Regions from separate parts of the Sus scrofa genome. Here region 1 is linked to region 2. Evidence: chromatin contacts called from public HiChIP or PLAC-seq data. All regions are on one chromosome and are shown on one strand. Each heading gives the region's core, a stretch centred on a gene start, on an enhancer-like site or on the middle of the called end of the contact. The rest is flanking DNA. Distances are from core to core; before and after follow the strand shown. Region 1 holds the start of USP54 (inactive ubiquitin carboxyl-terminal hydrolase 54). Region 2 holds the start of PPP3CB (serine/threonine-protein phosphatase 2B catalytic subunit beta isoform).

Region 1 (4,779 bases), core at 1,059-3,558, 130 kb after region 2:
ACTACATTGTAATGATTTGTTACTCCTTCTCTCCTTCCTAAAGTCCTGAGAAATTCTAAGGCAAAGAGCAAAGCTTACTTGTATCCTGAAGGCTTGGAAATCAGACACAAAATAGCTCTCAATAAATGTTTGTTGAATGGATAAATGAATGAATTAATCTTTCTTCTCCCTTTGCAATGCCTCACACAATACTCTACACATAACAGGAACTCGGTAAAGCTCGTCAATGGATTCATGGAGAAATCATTTGGACCCAACCACATAAAGCTTTATCTTGCTTCAGAAAAGCACTTCAACTTTAAAGCTCAGCTACTAAAATTACAAACTAAAAGTTTTAGTCTAACACATATAAAATACATAGGTTCAATGACTAACCACATCAAGGCTAGCTACAGAAGTATTAAAATCCATTTTTTTAACTAATGAATTTGTGAACCTCAACATGGAAAAATTCAGTTACATAATCAAAAGAGAGGTTATGTCCTGCAAATTTATACCTACAAAAGATAGTGAGAAAAAAATTATCAAAAAGCTTATATCTGCACATTGAAATAAATTATTTTTATGCCTGAACTGAAGCCATTGTTTTCACTAGAAATAAGAGTTAACAGCAAAGTGGTCCAAACTTGTCTCTATAAAATAGTCTTTGAGACTGAGAGTAAATGTTTTGATCTCTCAGTGATTTTTAACTCCTGGAAGACTCCTTTTATTAACAGATATTCAAAACCCTGTCTCCTAAAATAAAACTTTATTTTCTAAAAGGCAAACAATCTGAGTAGGCACACTTTCGGAACACTAGGTTTTTATATTCCAGCACTAAAACTATCCCTGGTGTTCAGCCTGGTACTGCTGCAACAGAAACACTTTTCTTAGTTTTTAAATTACATTTGAGTTAAGGTTTAAATGTAGTACTACACATTCTTTTACTGCATCATCTAAACTGATTTTTACACTGCATATATAAATTCATAAGTATACCGTAAAAGAATTCTACACTTGAATGAATCTGGGAAGAAACGTGAGCTCAACACACACCCCCTTCTTCCAACTCAATACGATTCAGAAGAAGCACATCGTTTTTTTCTCAGGAATTTCTCTCTCCCGCCCCCATCCCACACTTTATTTCAGAGCAGAAATCATTCATTCTCCCACTCACAGTCTTTCCACCCAAAGAAGCTTCCCAACTAATACTATTTCAGCAGGACTCTCCTTTCACATCTCAGAGTGCGTGAAGGATTTCTTTGGAAGGGGCGGTGAAGGTCCGGGACACCACCACTCCCGCCATGCATTTTAGGTCCTAGCGCGCAGTCCCCCACCATCCTCATGCGGACCCCAGGAAACTGCGATGGTCTGACACCGCAACCCCCCATATCCGCTAGGGCAAAGCAAACCGGGCCCAACCTCTGGGCTCCCATTCAACATAGCCTCCACCTGGCTGTACCCCGCTTCTCCCCACTTATTCCCAGTGTAGCCTGGTCTCATTATCCAATTTGGAGTCCCATAACCATCTTGCTCCCAACACACAGAACACACACACACACACCCTTCTACACTCCCGCCCCTGCCCCTTGAGCCCTACTACACCCGGGTCCCTTCCTCCGGGACCTCCCGGCAGCTCCAGCCCTCCCGCGTGCCCTAGTGCAGACCGGCGCCCTGTCCCTATACCCACAAGACCCGCGTCCTACCCCACACGTCACACTCGGGCCCATTCCTCCCGCGACCCGACCTTCCCCACCCCCTCCCTAGGCGCTACCCCCAGCACCCCGTTACCTCCGGCCCCGCCCCCCTGAGGGTGTCGCACTCACCGCTTCTGCCACCGCATCCTTAACCGCCGCGGCTGCTATAGCTACAGGGAGCCAAGGCAACCAGCTCTCGCGACACTTTCTTTAGCTACGGCGAGAACAGCAGGGAAGAGCTTCTCGCAAGAAAGTAAACGAGTCAGGCTCGAGACGGCTAAGTATATCTCGCGATAGTGTTGTGTAAGATGGCGTCCGCGAGGCGCTTCAGAGGTGGCCTGGAAAGGTCTGGAGGTGGACGAAGGCGGGGAAGGATCTTGAGCTGGCGGGAGAATCGAAGAACAATTGCAGGCAGGGCTGGAGGAAGTTAGTACGGCGAAGTTTTACACTGGAATAACTTTAGGAATGTGGCCCTCTTTTCCCAGTGCCTCGAACTTAGAGCAGTGTTGCCTTTAGCTGAAGTTCCGAATTCCTGGCATTTTATTTCTCCACCCAGAGTAGAGATTGAGTGAGCAAGCCGGGAATTGACCTATTCTCCACGTTAACCTTCCTTCAGGAAATATCCATCCTTTCTTCCCCTACCCTGGTTTGTGAATGGTATTTGAATTCGCAGAAATGTTTGTTTATCCACGGGTTCTCCACCCCCATCAATTCACCAGAACAAAATCGGAAATAAATATGTTTTGTTTTGTTTTTTAATCGAACATAAGCACAGGTGTTTGGCCTTGCGTGCCGAAGGAGTGCCATGCTGGTTGGTGTGTGGTCTGAACTTTGCAGTTGTTGCTTGCCACCCTGTGGGCACATCCTTACCTGATGACTCCCTCAACACCTAGTTGTAAAGGCTTTCTGCTGTCAGCAGTAAATGCAGACTAAGATGTTGAAACAGAAGATGAATATAAAGGAGTTCCTGTCATGGCTCAGTGGTTAAGGAACCTGATTAGTATCCGTGAGGACTCGGTTTGATCCCTGGCCTCCTTAGTAGGTTAAGGATCCCCTGTTGCCCTGAGCTGTGCAAATCGCAGATGCAGCTCAGATCCCATGTTGCTGTGATTGTGGCATCTGCAGCTCCAATTGGACCCCTAGGCTGGGCACTTCCCTGTGCCCCAGGTACAGCCCTAAAAAGCAAAATAAATTTTAAAAAATGATATTTAGTAACTCATTTAAGCTCAAAATATTTCAACGTGTAATCAATACTTCAAAATTGTTATTATTATCATTATTATTTTGGTCTTTTTAGGGCCTCACGTGCGGCATATAGAAATTCCAAGACTAGGGGTTGAATCTGAGCTGACCTACATCACAGCCAGATCTAAGCTGCATCAGTGACCACAGCTCATGGCAAGGCAGAATCCTTAACCCACTGAGCAAGGCCAGGAATCGAACCTGCGTCCTCATGGATACGTCAGATTTGTTTCCACTGAGCCATGTCGGGAACTCCCAATACTTTGAAGTTATTAAGGAGATATTTTATGTTCCTTTTTTTTTTTCTTTTTGGCTGCATCCATGGCATGTGGAAGTTACCAAGCTGCTTCAGTGATAATGCCATATCCTTAACCCACTGCTCCACAGAACTCCTTATGTTCCTGTTTTCATATTGAATCTTCAAAATCCAGTGTTTTTAGGCTAAGCATATCTCAAGAGCACAATAGCCACAAGTGACTAGTAACTACAGTTTTAGACAGCAAAGCGGTAGACCCTATCCCAAGGAATACATTATCTGGGCAATTTCAGAGGCATATTATTATGGGCATGTGGTTATGTAAAAGAAACCCTTGAAGTTGCAAACTCAAATGGCTGCAGAGTCTAGGTGAATAACAATAAAAGATGACCTGGTGTAAAGCAATAGGTGGTAGTGGGGAATAGGATCATGGGAAAGTACAAGCTTCTATCTAGAAGAGTGCTTTCCTGCTCCTGTGGCCACTATGGAAAATATAGATTTCTCAAAAAAAAAAAAAATTAACAATAGAGAGTTCTCTTGTGGCCCAGCAGGTTAAAGATCCAATGTTGCCACTGCTGTGGTGAAGGTTGCTGCTGTGGCGCAGGTTATGATCCCTGACCTGTAAACTTCCACATACCACAGACTCGGCCCCCGAAAAAGGAAAAGATGTTCTAACAGAAGAGTAGCGTCCAGGCAGAGATAGCAACGCCTGAGGATTGAACTAAATTTCTGACTAGATCCATTACAAGTGTGCACGTTAATACATTAAACCTCCATTGCAACTTCTGATGATAATTTGACTTCTAAATAGACTTTTCTACTGAGGAGATAATTTCACAACCAACTTGGGCTCCCTGTAAATTAACAGGCTTACATCATGACGTGTTTTTGTTGTTGTTGTTGTTGTTGTTACATTTAAGATTTCAGACATTCTGAGCTTGGAAAAACTCAGTTTCTAGGCTTTCAGAGGTGTAAGACTTTTTCTTACCCCAACATAACGGTAGGCATTTAATAATTATTTTATATAGTGGACAGGGAAATCTCTTTGTCACATGAAAATTGTTATTTGCTTTTGTACCTCTGATGCCTCATATAGTACCTGGTATATAGTAGGCACTCAATGAACATTAAGGAATATAGTCCTCAAATTCTGAGGTGGGCTCACAGACTTTTAAACATAAGACCTATAAAAACAATGAACCCTAAGGTTCCCCTGGTAGTACAGTGTGTTAGGGATCTGAGTTGCCACTGCTGTGGCTTTGGTCACTGCTGTGGTGTGGATTCAATCTCTGGCCCAGGAACTTCCGCACACCAAGGGCACAGCCAAAAAGGAAAACAAGCAAAAAAAGATCTTCAGACACTTACCCAGATCCTATCTGTGCCCTTCCCATGTTCCCTCAGCCCATCCTAGAGTTCACTATAGCTTTGGCAGGAAGATCCTGTACAAGCCTGTAACTTCCTACCTTCAACACCTAAGTTATCTCCTTGCCTGGAAATGCCAGCTGAGTTAACATACCCAGTAGCACTTCATAACAAATGAGATATTGATGGCTAAATATTTCAATTTCTACCCCCTCAGTGACACAGTTCTGAAGTATGTTTTAC
Region 2 (5,115 bases), core at 1,442-3,941:
ACAATTTCAGTGGATAATTTATACATGAATCACCTACAGCATTCCAAGATCTCGAACTTCACATGAAGTGAGTTTCAGACATCTGATATTAAACACAGAAGTATCTATTTCCCCTTCAAAATCTATGTGACCATAAACTATGGGCCTCCTAACTAGAAGTGTAAAAGCATAAAAATGAGACAACAAGGAAAAGTTTCAAGGAGTAAAAGACCACATGTATTCAACATCAAAGATGTTCTCCATAACATCACTACTATGAAGTAATACTGATACAAAACTAGCGCATACTGGACTTAAAAGTAATCTGGATTTTAATAAGTTAAACTGAACTAGCACTATGATCATATTTCTTCAGTAAACTGTTACCTGTCATCAAATGCAACAGTGTAGTATAATTACTGAATGACAAAGACAAGAAGCTTGAAGATGAAATCTAAGAGCAGATTTCTGTATGAAAGGTAAGTTTCCCAGTAACCTCCAAGGAAGTCAGAGATTCCATGAGGGTGCAAACTGGTCTGCTGCACAATCTAACTGGCTAACGATTCCATCAAGAAATGAAAGCTGTCTTGGAGAATATACTACTAAGCACATGAGATCATATATCCATAAGCTTTACTAAACTATGATTTTCTATACCAACAAACTCCTACTTACCTAAGCCAAATGACTTATTTCACACCAATAAACTGCAAATACAAGTGTCTTCATTTACAACTCACCACTAAGGAACATGCTTATGTTTGGAATCTTATTTTCACTGTACAGGGGAAACATTACTACATACATGACAAGAAACAAGAAGATTCACAAGCATAACAATAGCATAAACTCACTGTTCAGGAATGTGACTGGTTGTCCTACCTAAGAGTAGGGTCAAAAGCGTCCAGGGAAATTAATACAGCACAGGTATACAGTCAAAAATGAAGAAGGAGCCCATGTCTCCTAGTCCCACCCCCTAAAAAGTCAGGATTTCAGGACAGGATGAGCACCTGAACCACCAATCTTTCGTCTTTTTTTTTTTTTGGTTGCGGGGCAGGCTGCACCCACCAAATGTAAAAGTTCCTGACCAGGCACTGAGCCCAAGCCACGAAAGTGACAACGCTGGATCCTTAACCCGCTAGGCCAAAAGGGAACTCCTTTTTTCTCTTTTTTAAAAAGATTTCTCAGGACAAGGATTCCATAAACTCTTTATTGAGCTCATTCCAATGCCTGGCCAGAAAAGACATACTACTACTAAGTTTTTCATTTTATCCACATAAGACTAGATACAAACCAGTGTTATTACTAAAGGAAGCTCAAATTGGAGAGAAAAAAAAAATTAAAAAAAACACCAAGGAAAAAGTTTTTCTTGTTTTTAAATATTTTAATGGAAATATGTCTGGTCAGATTTCCAAAACTGGGCTAACAGTGTTTAAACATTGTGCCAGAATATTTGAGAAGCTTAATGAAATAAAACAAATAGAAGTATCTGTTTCAAAAGTAAACGTGATACAATAGAGAAAACTTTATTCTAAAATGATTTTAATTTATTGACCAAGCTACATGGTAAGAAAAATCATTTCAAATTGTTTTTCATCTCCACAGCAGTATTTGAAGTTGATGGGCTTTCCCAGAGAGTATGGAGATCTCAAGCGACTCTCAATTAGCCCTCAATTTCTCTTTTAAATGAATCTGCTGACCTGTGGTCTTTAAACATCCATAAATCTTGCCCCAGCCGATAAATATCTAACTTTTTCTTCTAAGGGGAGTGTGTGGGTGTCTGTCTGCAGGGAAGGGGTAACCCTTTTTGGTTTTTGACCAAAGAATGTTGACGGTTTTCTAAGCAAATGTTTCTTCCTATGCACGAGGCTTTTTCTTTGAAGCTGCCTTTTTTTCCCATCTATCCTGCACGTCAAGCCTGGGGCCCCCACATTCTGGCCCGTCCCTTCACCCTGTCCAATCCCATATAGTTCCCTTAATTTCCGCGCGGGGTGACACCAGAGGGCCGAGCGCGAAGCCTGCGGCTGGCGCTAACTAGGCGCGAAGAGGGCGGACTGCTGTCACTGGGGAGCAGGCGTGGGCCAAAGCCGAGGTGATTTCTGACTGCTCATCGCCCAGCCCCGCGTGGCTGAAGGTCTCCGAACCCCTCGGTCCGGCCCGGCAAGCCAGGCGTGCAGCTGTCGCGGTGCAGGAAGCTAATCGCGGCCTCTGGGCCGCTTTGACAGGCCGAGTTGGAAAAGAAAGGGGTTCACTGCGACTAGTAGCCTCACCCCTTCAGCTAAGAGACCTCGAGAGCGAAACCCCCGCCTCGGCCTCAAGGCAAGCGAGAGACCTCGGAGCCACAGCCCAGCCCAGCAGGGGCCCGCCCAGGGGCCACTCCCCAAGGGAGGCAGCCAGTCACTCGCCCGCCCTTCCGGGCCCGCTCCGGAGGGGACGGTCTCCCGCCCGCCCTCAACAGCTCCTCAGGCCAGGCCCCCAGGGCTTCGTCCACCTCTCACCTTTGACGACGCGGTCAGCCCCGGGAGGGGGCGGCGGGGGCGGGGGTGGGGGCGGTGCAGCCCGGGCCGGCTCCGGGGCGGCCATGCTGGGCCCGGGGCTCGGCTAGGCGCTGGGCCGGGCGGGGTTGGGGGCGGGGGCGGCGGCTACCAGAGCCAAGCGGCGGCGCCGCCGGGGAACATGGCGGACCCTCTTTCCCTACAGAGGGGCTAAGACCGGCATGCACCGCGCGTGCGGGGGCGGGGGCGGAGCAGGCTCTAGGGACTTGGGCAAAATTACTGAGGCTAGGAGAGAAACAGGACGAGGCTAAGGGATCAGGTTAAAATTCTGGGCAGGCAGAAATAAAAGAGAAGGGAGAGGACCTGCTGTCTATAGCTAGTTGCTGGGGTGAATGAGTGCTTGGGATCACCAGCTTTCATGGAGCTTCCAATAATATGGGGAGACGTAATCAAACCTTAGAATCTCTTAGTAATAGAGAAACAAACGTATAACAATTTGGCCACCAGATCTGCGTACTTTGGTTGGTAAGAGACAGGAGAAATAGAGGAAGCTTTGTAGGTTCTACAGCAAAGCAAGCGTTCAAAATGGAGTTTGAGAGAGAATCTGACCCTGTGTTTATAGGCTGGAACTGCCAAGAGTGGGAAGGCATGGAATAAAAATGCAGCCACAGCAGACGAGGCTCCGAGGGTTGAGTCAAAACAGGAGGAAAGGAAGGGATGACACCAGGAGATGTTCAAAGGGTCTACAGAATTCACCGGAAAAGGACAGCTTCCCTCTTGATTCATTTAGAAAATAGAGATTTTTAAGACAGAGGCGTAAATAGGAAATTAGTTCCTCATTAGAAAAACCTCAGAGTATTTCTGTGCATACATACAGAAATGTGGGCTCAGGACTTTCGGAAATTTTATAGAGACAGATATTCATGGAGAAGGGAGTAGTGGGACAGGAACCAACTCTTCAAGCAACAATTATTAGATGAAGAGTGTGCGTATGACTCCAGTAGAGGTACTGAATCATGAACAGAGACCAGCATGTCCAGTAAGATCTATATAATCTTGATGACATAGGATCCAAGCTTTAGCGTGAGAAATTCCTGCCCATCCTCCTGCTCAAGACTGCATGGGCTTATGTTCATAATGTTTAATAATTAGGTAAACAGTTGTCCAGAGATGTCAAAGAGCACCTTTCTACCTCTTCGTTTTATTAGGTCTCAATGATTCTGAGACCTGAGGTAAAAGAGAAGAGAAATGCCCAGTGAGTATTCTTTGCAAAGGGAGCCCACAAGATATTTCTAAGAGGTAGATAAATTTGGGAGTGAGGCAGGGTGAAAATGGATCTTTCTGGTATGAAAGTGCAATAATCCTATAGGGGAAGGGAAGGGGTAGCCATGGGAAGAGATCAAGGAAGGGATAAGAGGCACATCACAAACTTGTAGAAGAAGGGCCCAAGAGTATAAAGATAAGGAGTAAGTTTGTAAGAGGAGTTTGAATCCCCAGAAAATCTACCCAAGGAGGGGAGGAAAAAGTGTGTAATGTGTTGAGTGCCTCTTGGCAGAAAAGGGATAGAAAATACACTGATAGCAGTAATAACAAGGAGTTCCCATTGCGGCACAGCGGAAATAAATCCGACTAGGAACCATGAGGTTGCAGGCTTGATCCCCACCCTCACTCAGAGGGTTAAGGATCCGGTGTTGTCGTGAGCTGTGGTGTAGGTCACAAATGCATCTCAAATCCTGCATTGCTGTGGCTGTGGTATAGGCCAGCAGCTATAGCTCCAATTCGACCCCTAGCCTGGGAACCTCCGTATGCTGCGGGTGTGGCCCTAAAAAGCAAAAAATAATAATTAGTAATAGGGAAAGTCAGTCTATATTAGGTCCCATTGACTCCTACCTTGAATATACACCCTTCAAATATCCTTCAGCTCCTTTTTGGCTCCTCACTGTCAATCACAGATAGATATCTTTGTGTCATGGCTCTCTCTGAGAGCCCCAGGCCACTTCGAATTGGTATTTCTGGCTTCTCCAGGCCTCCCACCCCAAAATAAAAAATTGAGAGTATATAAAAGGCATTAAATAGACAATTAAATGACAAGAAATTAAATAGAACTATCTCATAGATTTATTAATGAAAAATACTTTACAAAAACAGTATGTTTGACCCTAAAATAGTTCAGCTGACTCTGAGGGTTTACAATGGCGACTGAGCAAGTGGCAGTAATGGCTCTGCTGCAGACGACAGGAGGGTATGTTAGTGTGCCTGACTCCATCTGTTCAGAAGAGCAAATACTGTGTTGGCAGCTCCGCATTCTAGGCCTAAGGTTTGGGAGCAGAGGGAAGGCTGGTAGTCTGGGCAGATGGGCTAGCCTGAATGATGTGGTCAGGACCAAGACCACATAGCTACATGTTCCTCCAAGGATGGGGGGGTGAGGAAATCACAAGATCAGGTAACAGGGATGGGCGGATAAAACACAAAACAGATGTTGGTAATATAGTAAGGAACAGAGGATGAGGGCTTAGGTGCAGGTGGAGGCATAGATATCCAGAACTAAAATGGTGACCCTAAGATCCTAAGCAATAGCTAGTTTCCAGAGTAATATGGATTCATCTTTAAAGTGGGTCAAATAAAGCCCTAAACAGCAGCT

Evidence for each region. HiChIP or PLAC-seq counts read pairs in DNA pulled down with a chosen protein or histone mark.
Region 1: a contact with region 2 is called in an H3K27ac HiChIP or PLAC-seq map of alveolar macrophages. The contact joins the promoter of USP54 here to the promoter of PPP3CB in region 2. A contact is called at or near these places in 1 of 47 Hi-C or Micro-C datasets (embryonic fibroblasts) and 2 of 2 datasets of contacts at active chromatin or transcription factors (alveolar macrophages and skeletal muscle).

The regions. Positions count from the first base shown.
Region 1 is chr14:76,437,534-76,442,312 of Sscrofa11.1, forward strand. USP54 (inactive ubiquitin carboxyl-terminal hydrolase 54) reads right to left here and starts at 2,309. Exons shown (of 25, transcript XM_021072539.1): 1 at 1,806-2,309.
Region 2 is chr14:76,302,654-76,307,768 of Sscrofa11.1, forward strand. PPP3CB (serine/threonine-protein phosphatase 2B catalytic subunit beta isoform) reads right to left here and starts at 2,692. Exons shown (of 23, transcript XM_021072583.1): 1 at 2,478-2,692. The coding sequence starts at 2,562. LOC110256628 (a long non-coding RNA gene) reads left to right here. Exons shown (of 2, transcript XR_002338398.1): 1 at 1-2,490. It overlaps USP54 (inactive ubiquitin carboxyl-terminal hydrolase 54), which reads right to left. Exons shown (of 25, transcript XM_021072539.1): 25 at 4,570-5,115.